Linked DNA regions of Mus musculus: region 1 is linked to region 2. The links are chromatin contacts, called in public HiChIP or PLAC-seq maps. All regions are on one chromosome and are shown on one strand. Each heading gives the region's core, a stretch centred on a gene start, on an enhancer-like site or on the middle of the called end of the contact. The rest is flanking DNA. Distances are from core to core; before and after follow the strand shown.

Evidence for each region. HiChIP or PLAC-seq counts read pairs in DNA pulled down with a chosen protein or histone mark.
Region 1: an HNF4G HiChIP or PLAC-seq map of pancreatic cancer cells shows a contact between it and region 2. The contact joins two enhancer-like sites. A contact is called at or near these places in 3 of 484 Hi-C or Micro-C datasets (the STO cell line, neural stem cells and tail fibroblasts) and 1 of 115 datasets of contacts at active chromatin or transcription factors (pancreatic cancer cells).

The regions. Positions count from the first base shown.
Region 1 is chr4:56,391,855-56,395,330 of GRCm38.p6, reverse strand. No RefSeq gene overlaps it. Among named protein-coding and RNA genes, the nearest start is that of Gm42291, 78 kb to the right of the region's middle. Within about 2 kb of position 1,315, at least 31 of the 459 cell types and tissues checked have an H3K27ac peak or open chromatin away from gene starts, as enhancers often do. A contact at or near this core is called in the STO cell line and pancreatic cancer cells, where this site is marked.
Region 2 is chr4:56,498,614-56,501,867 of GRCm38.p6, reverse strand. No RefSeq gene overlaps it. Among named protein-coding and RNA genes, the nearest start is that of Gm34628, 22 kb to the right of the region's middle. Within about 2 kb of position 1,742, at least 8 of the 459 cell types and tissues checked have an H3K27ac peak or open chromatin away from gene starts, as enhancers often do. A contact at or near this core is called in the STO cell line and pancreatic cancer cells, where this site is marked.

The sequences.
Region 1 (3,476 bases), core at 66-2,565, 110 kb after region 2:
CCTGGTTTCTGTTAGTAGGATTCTTACATTTACCTTTTGCCATCTGGTAATCTCTGGAGTTAGTTGTTATAGTTGTCTTTGTTTAGAGATTGTTCCTTTGGTGATTTTGTTACCTTCTATCAGCAGAGGTGGGAGACTAGCTCTCTCCTCTGAGTTTCAGTGGTCAGAGCAGTCTCTGCAGGCAAGCTCTCCTCTTTCAGGGAAGGTGCACAGTTATTTGGTGTTTGGACCTCCTCCTGGCTGAAGATGAAGGCCCAAAACAGGATATTTCCCAGAAGCTGTGTTGCTTTGGCCAGGAAGGTGGCCAGTTGTCTGGAGCTGAAGATGGCGCTGCCTCAGAAGCTCTGTGGCTCTTGCCTGTCCCAGAAACGGCTGGCCTCTGTATTCCACACCCTCACCCGTGCAGCCTGCCCTCCGCGGAGTCCCAGAACCAAGGTGGCTTCCACAGGAGCCTGAGGCAGAAACCTCTCGGGCCGGGTGGACCCCTGTGCTCTCACCAGGAAGGTGGCCAGTTGTCTGGAGCCGAAGATGGCGCCACCTCAGAAGCTCTCTGGCTCTCGCCTGTCCCAGAAAGGCTGGCCTCTGTATTCCACACCCTCACCCGTGCAGCCTGCCCTCCGCGGAGTCCTGGAACCAAGGTCGATAGAAGTTTTTAATAGTAGCCTTAGAAGCCTTAGAGGAAGATACCAGTATTGTCCTTCCCATTTTACAGATGCAGAAATTGTCTCATTGAGCAATGAGCAATGAATGCCTTTATTCAAGGTCACATGGCTTACTCAGAACATAGCTGATACATAGACACATGCTCTCTCTCTCTATCTGCCACAGGGACTGGAGCTCCATTTGCTACCACACTGTCTTCCACACCAAGCTCCTGCCATATAACAGGGATCTGTGAATACATATTGAGTCATGGAAGTCAACTAATTCATCTTAATTAGGATGTCTTTGTTCTTTGGTGCAGAAATTGAGGAAGAGAACATATAGCACACAGAGTAATGTTGGTGGCTAGAACTTTGTCTTCCAAACACTTGATAACTCCCTGGGCAAGTGCCAGAAACACCAGGAAAGCTGGAAGCAGTAACTTGGGCTTACCATTTAGTGGCTCAGGCCATCCACTTTTTTTCTGTCTTGAATTGATGGAAAGGAGCCCCACAACTCTTCCAATGAAACCCAGCCCAAGCATCATGGGAAGGGATAGTGGGGGTGGCTGCCCAGTGGACATTCTCCATTTCAGATGTGGTTAAGGGCAGAGTTCCCTCTTGGTTTGTCCTAAACTTTCACCCCAGGATGAGTAAGGGGATGATTCACCAGCAGTCTATTTTCACTAGTAAATCAGTTCCAACTCAGCACAGTTTCCATTGCCATAGAGGGCAAACCACAGCCATATTGAGCTTGTTAATACTTAAAGCTAGAGTTGGGCAGTTTGCAGATGACAAAGGCAGTCCTTTGGGGAAAATATACAAATGATTTATGGTGTGATACAGAGGTTAAGGACAAGGGGTTCTTATCATACCACATTTTATTGCATCAACTATACATGTATTTAGGTTCTGGGGCAGTTGCTGTGAATACAAAGCAGATTAAGATAAACTTATTTCTCTGGGTGTGTTATATTTACCATGCTGACTGTTCTGAGTCAATGCAGTTAACCATGTTAAGTCCAGAAGGAACTTAATAACATGCCATTTGAGGTCCTCATAGAAGGATCTAGAAGACTGACAAGAGACAGTGAAAGAGTTTTGCAGGTAAAGGAGTAGAACCAATGGAGATTGGAAAGATGAGACGATTGTGAGATACAGGAGATTGTTGGCACATGGGGTCTGCATGTGGGAAGATTTGGAATGACAAAGGAAGAGACAGCATATGGAGCCTTCTGGTGAGGTGGAGAGCAACCCTCAGTCACTTCTGTCATTTTCAACAGCCTCAAGTTTAATTCTACAGTTAAAGAAGCAGGCTGAAGATAGTGATGAGAGCATCAGTCTATGGACTCTTTCAGTGGTCCTGGCCAACAGTCCTGCCCTCTGACGGTTTGGTCTATAAGTACTTCTTTTATGTTGTCCTTTAGACATTCCTTTACCCATCCTTCAGGCAATGTCTAAATTGATAACAAATTAACCATAATCAAATTCTTATTACTTCAGAGCATTTAATCCAATGCTGAAAAGATGGATAGAGGTAAAGATGAGACATAGACATTTCATGACATGTTTTCATGTTATTTTTATAGTAAATAATTCACTGAACCTTTAAGAGGTTAAGTAGCTTGATGAAGGTCATACAGGTAAGGGTCCTAGATTGAAGCCCTGAAAATCCCCTGGTTCTCAGTTCCCTAATCTGTTATATAAGTAGGCTAGGGATATAACACAAAAGAACTGAAGATCAATTATTACAGTATATGTTGGGGTTGGAGAGATGACTCAGCAGTTAAGAGCACTTGTTGCTTTTTGCAGAAGACTCAGATTTAGTTCTCAGCAGGTTCATGATAACTCACAGCAATCTGTAACTCCAGTTCCAGGGGATCCAATACCCTCTTTTGGCTCCACAGACATCAGATACACAGGTAGAACACATATATACATTTAGGTAAAACATGCAGGCCCAGAAAAATGAAAAAACAAATCTTTAATAACTGCATATGTGTAAAGCCCCACACAACACATCACATCTAATTACTCTATTTTGTTTTGTGTTGGTGCTGGGAATTGAACCCAGGGACCTGGGCATGCTATGTGAGTGCTCTGCCATTGAACTAGGTTCATACCCTGAAAGTATAACAACGTAAAAACAGAATTCTAGGGCTTTAGACCCAGGCTTGGGAATGTGGCCTTTGTAAAGGTATGCTAATCATAAAACACATAGCGACATTCCTCCACCCACCCGCTTCCTGGGTTCAAAGAGTGCTCATTCAAAGAAAGTCACCCAGAACCTGCAATGCAAATGTGCTATTGTTAGGGGTTCTTAGAAGCTGTCTTGAGAGTTAACAATTACCAGGTATTCCTTGTGACTCTTGTAACTTTACACTTCCTTGTGACTCTTAACTGGTATCTTTGGTATCTTCCAACAACGCCCTCCCCACTTCCTTAAGTTTCGGTTTCTTCCTTTAAATACCCCCTTACCCAGCTACTCGGGGCGCCACGGTCCTCTACCCCTGCATGGTGTATGACCATGGGCCCGAGAGCGCTCTTGAATAAAAATCCTCTTGCAGCTTGCAGCAAGACCCGTTTCTTGTGGGTGATTTTGGGGTGTCGCCTCTCCTGAGTCAGAACGTGGGGGAGCCCTCACGTTGTGGGTCTTTCAACCCCACTTTTGCTTTTTTTCTTTCTTAGTGTTAGTGCTAAACAGAGTTGGGACTGGGCTCTGGGAGCGCTGAGGTCTTCCAAGGTCATCTCCATTCTAGGGTTGTGCATCTCCACATGCATTCTGTGCAAGATGATATGGCGTGCTTTGGTTTGGCCTCTCAGTATAATAGTGAC
Region 2 (3,254 bases), core at 493-2,992:
CAGCACCAGAATGTGAATTCTCCATGAATAATTGAAAGCATTGAAAATATTTGAAAAGAATACTAGTCGCACTCTGTAAAAATATGTTTTATAATTTAAGGGTTCCACCTAAGATCACTGCTCACATTGCTGTACCTCAGCTCAGGAAGCTCTGTGCCTCAGAGGGATTAATGAAGATTAACTACGTTTGTGACCTTCTGGAATGTTCCGGGTGCTTAGTGTAGGCTAATTATTAAAGGTGGGATGATGAATCCAGGAGGAAGTGGTGTCTCCTCTGTGGCTTCTCATGAAGAGAACGAAGGGTGACCACCCAGAAGCAGCTTAGAGAAGACCTTCTGTAGCCTGAATGTTAATCTTGGGGTTCAGTGACTGCAGTTCCTTGATTCAGAGGATCAGCAATGAGGCCCTAAGACTCTGCAGTTCTCTCTCTCTCTCTTTCCTTCCTCCCTCCCTCCCTCCCTCCCTCCCTTCTTTCTTTCTTTCTTTCTTTCTCTTTCTCTCCTTCTTTCCTTTCTTTCTTTCTTTCTTTCTTTCTTTCTTTCTTTCTTTCTTTCTTTCTTCTTTCCTTTCTCTTTCCTCCCTCCCTCCCTCCCTCCCTCCCTCCTTCCTTTTCTCTCCCTCCCTTCTTCCTTTCCTCCCCTTCCTTCCCTTCCTCCCTTCCTTCTTTCCTCCCTCCCTCCCTTTCTTTTTTCCATCCCTCCCCCTCTCTCTCCTTCCTTCCTTTCATCCTTTCTTTCTTCCTTCCTTCTTTCCTTTCATCCTTCCTTCCTTCCTTTCATCCATCCATCCATCCATCCTTCCTTCCTCTCTCTCTCTCTCTCTCTCTCTCTCTTTCTCTCTCTCTTCAGTCAGGGTTTCTCTGTGCATCCCGGCTATTCTGGAACTCTGTAGACCAGGTTGGCCTCAATCCCAGAGATTACTCTGCATTTCTAATGCACACACAGTGCTGCCATGGCTGTGAACCACATTTTTCAGAGATACTTATGGGGGATCAGGCAATCAAGTTGAGGCTAGACTAAATGAATATCTATTCCAGCCTCCAGACCTTTGGAATCTGTCTGCAAAAATCATTCACCATTCAATGGTCATAGACAGGTGGCAGTGGAATGTGTTTAAAGAAACTTATTGGTATTTTACAGGTAATGCTGGTACTACAAAATTTAAGAGACACGAAAAGAGTACTCAGTAAAAGAACAAAGCCCTCCTTCTCCCTTCTCTAGTCACCCGGGTCCTTTCCTTAGGCTTTATTTATGATTATTAGGCTTTGGTGGTGGGGGTGGGGTTTATTTTTTCCCCCAGGGGCAATCTGGGTATGTGCACGCATATACTGTTCTTCTCTAGTTCTTCTATCTTACTTTTCCCTCTGAGATGTATCATAGAACCATCATATATTAGTACATATGGAGTTGTTGCAACAACTAAGATAACTTCGTATTAACATATAAACTAAACAGTTCTCTATTGATAAATATTCCTTGCACAGTTTTGCTTGCACAATGTTACCATGAAGACATTTGGACACATCTTATGTCAGACAAATAGAATCTATTCCCAGGAGCAGAATTGCTGGATCAAAGGACATGGGTGTCTAACATTTTGATGGGTGGTACCACCTTGCTTTACATGGCTGCTTTGGCAGTCTGCAGTTCCACTAAACATGCACGGGGTGTTCTTTCCCCACACCCTGGCCCACACCAGATTTGCAAATGCTTTGATGTCTGCCAGTGTGGTAGGTGCTGATGTCTCATTGCGGTTTAATTTGCATTTCCCATAGTAGGAGTGACATTGAGACAGTTAACCCATTGTCCCTCAGCCATTCCCATTTCATTTCCAGGAGGTTCCAGCTGCTAACCTTTCCTGGTGATTGGCACGCACTCCTTACAAATAAGGAAATTCATCATTTGTCATGTGAGTTGCAAACATTTCCTGCAGATAACTTTATTTGGGCTTAGTCAGGTGTCATAACCTTTGCATAGTCTCATGGGTCAGATTTTTCAGTCGTGTGTATTTGTGTATGTGTGTTTGCCATACGGTCTCTGGCTCTCCCAGTTAGAAAACACCAAATGATTCTCCTTGGTTTATTCTGGTGTTTTTCCATTTTACTCTCTCTTATTTAAATCTGCGATGTAACTAGAACTTACCTCAACAGGCTAGGTGTGGACCTATTTTTTTTCCAGGAGGTCACAAAAGATCACATAGTAAACAATTTTTCTCCTAGTCACAGTTGAACACTGTTTTTTGTGAACACACATGTCCCATGTTTATGTCTTAACTTTCTACTCCATTCCATTGATTTACCCACTTGTGAGCCTTGTTGCATGATCGTAACTTTTAATATCTTTCAAAACATTTTATTTATTTATTTATTTTTTATTTTTTATTTATTGTTTTTTTGAGACAGGGTTTCTCTGTGTAGCCCTGGCTGTCCTGGAACACACTTTGTAGACCAGGCTGGCCTCGAACTCAGAAATCTGCCTGCCTCTGCCTCCCGAGTGTTGGGCTTAAAGGTGTGCGCCACCACGCCTGGCATTAAATACTGAGTGAGTTGGTCCCCATTCATTACTCCTGTCTCCCTACTCCTTGTCTTTTCTTTTTGTGGGGGATTACTCTTACCTGTTTCAAGTTTGAATGGTGCATGTCTATGCTTGTGTGGTTAAAAAACATCTGAATGCCATTTTTTTTTCCCGATGGCGCTTTAGATTTTAGATAGATTTAAGGCAGCAGATGTTTTTATGATACTGAGTGTTCTTAACAAAGAACATTGTGCATTTTCTACTGGTTTGTTTTTCTTTTGGCTCTTAAGAATAGCATCTTAAAGTTTTCTATATGTAGATTGTATAGATCTTCTCTTCCTCATCTTGATCTTGGTTATTCTCAGATCTTTTGACTTTTTTCCTTTGAGTCTGCCAGTGTGAGTGTGCGTATTTGTGTTTGTGTGTGTTTGTATGTTTGCTTGTGTGTGGAGTGTGTGAGTGGGTAAGTGCACAAATGAAGATGCAGATGGTAGCCATAGGTCAACCTCCAGTGCTTATCTATAAGCACCAACTTCTTCTTCTCCTCCTCCATCCTCCTCCTTCTTCCTCCTCCTCTTCCTCTTCTTCCTCTTTCCTCTCCTCCTCCTCCTACCCCCTCCCTCCTCATCCTTCCCTCATTTTGTCTTGAGAAGCTAGTTTCAGGGATCTGCCTGTCTCCCCCATCACCAGATCTGAGATTCCAAGCATACTCTGCCATGCCTGGCTTCTTAAATTCGGGTT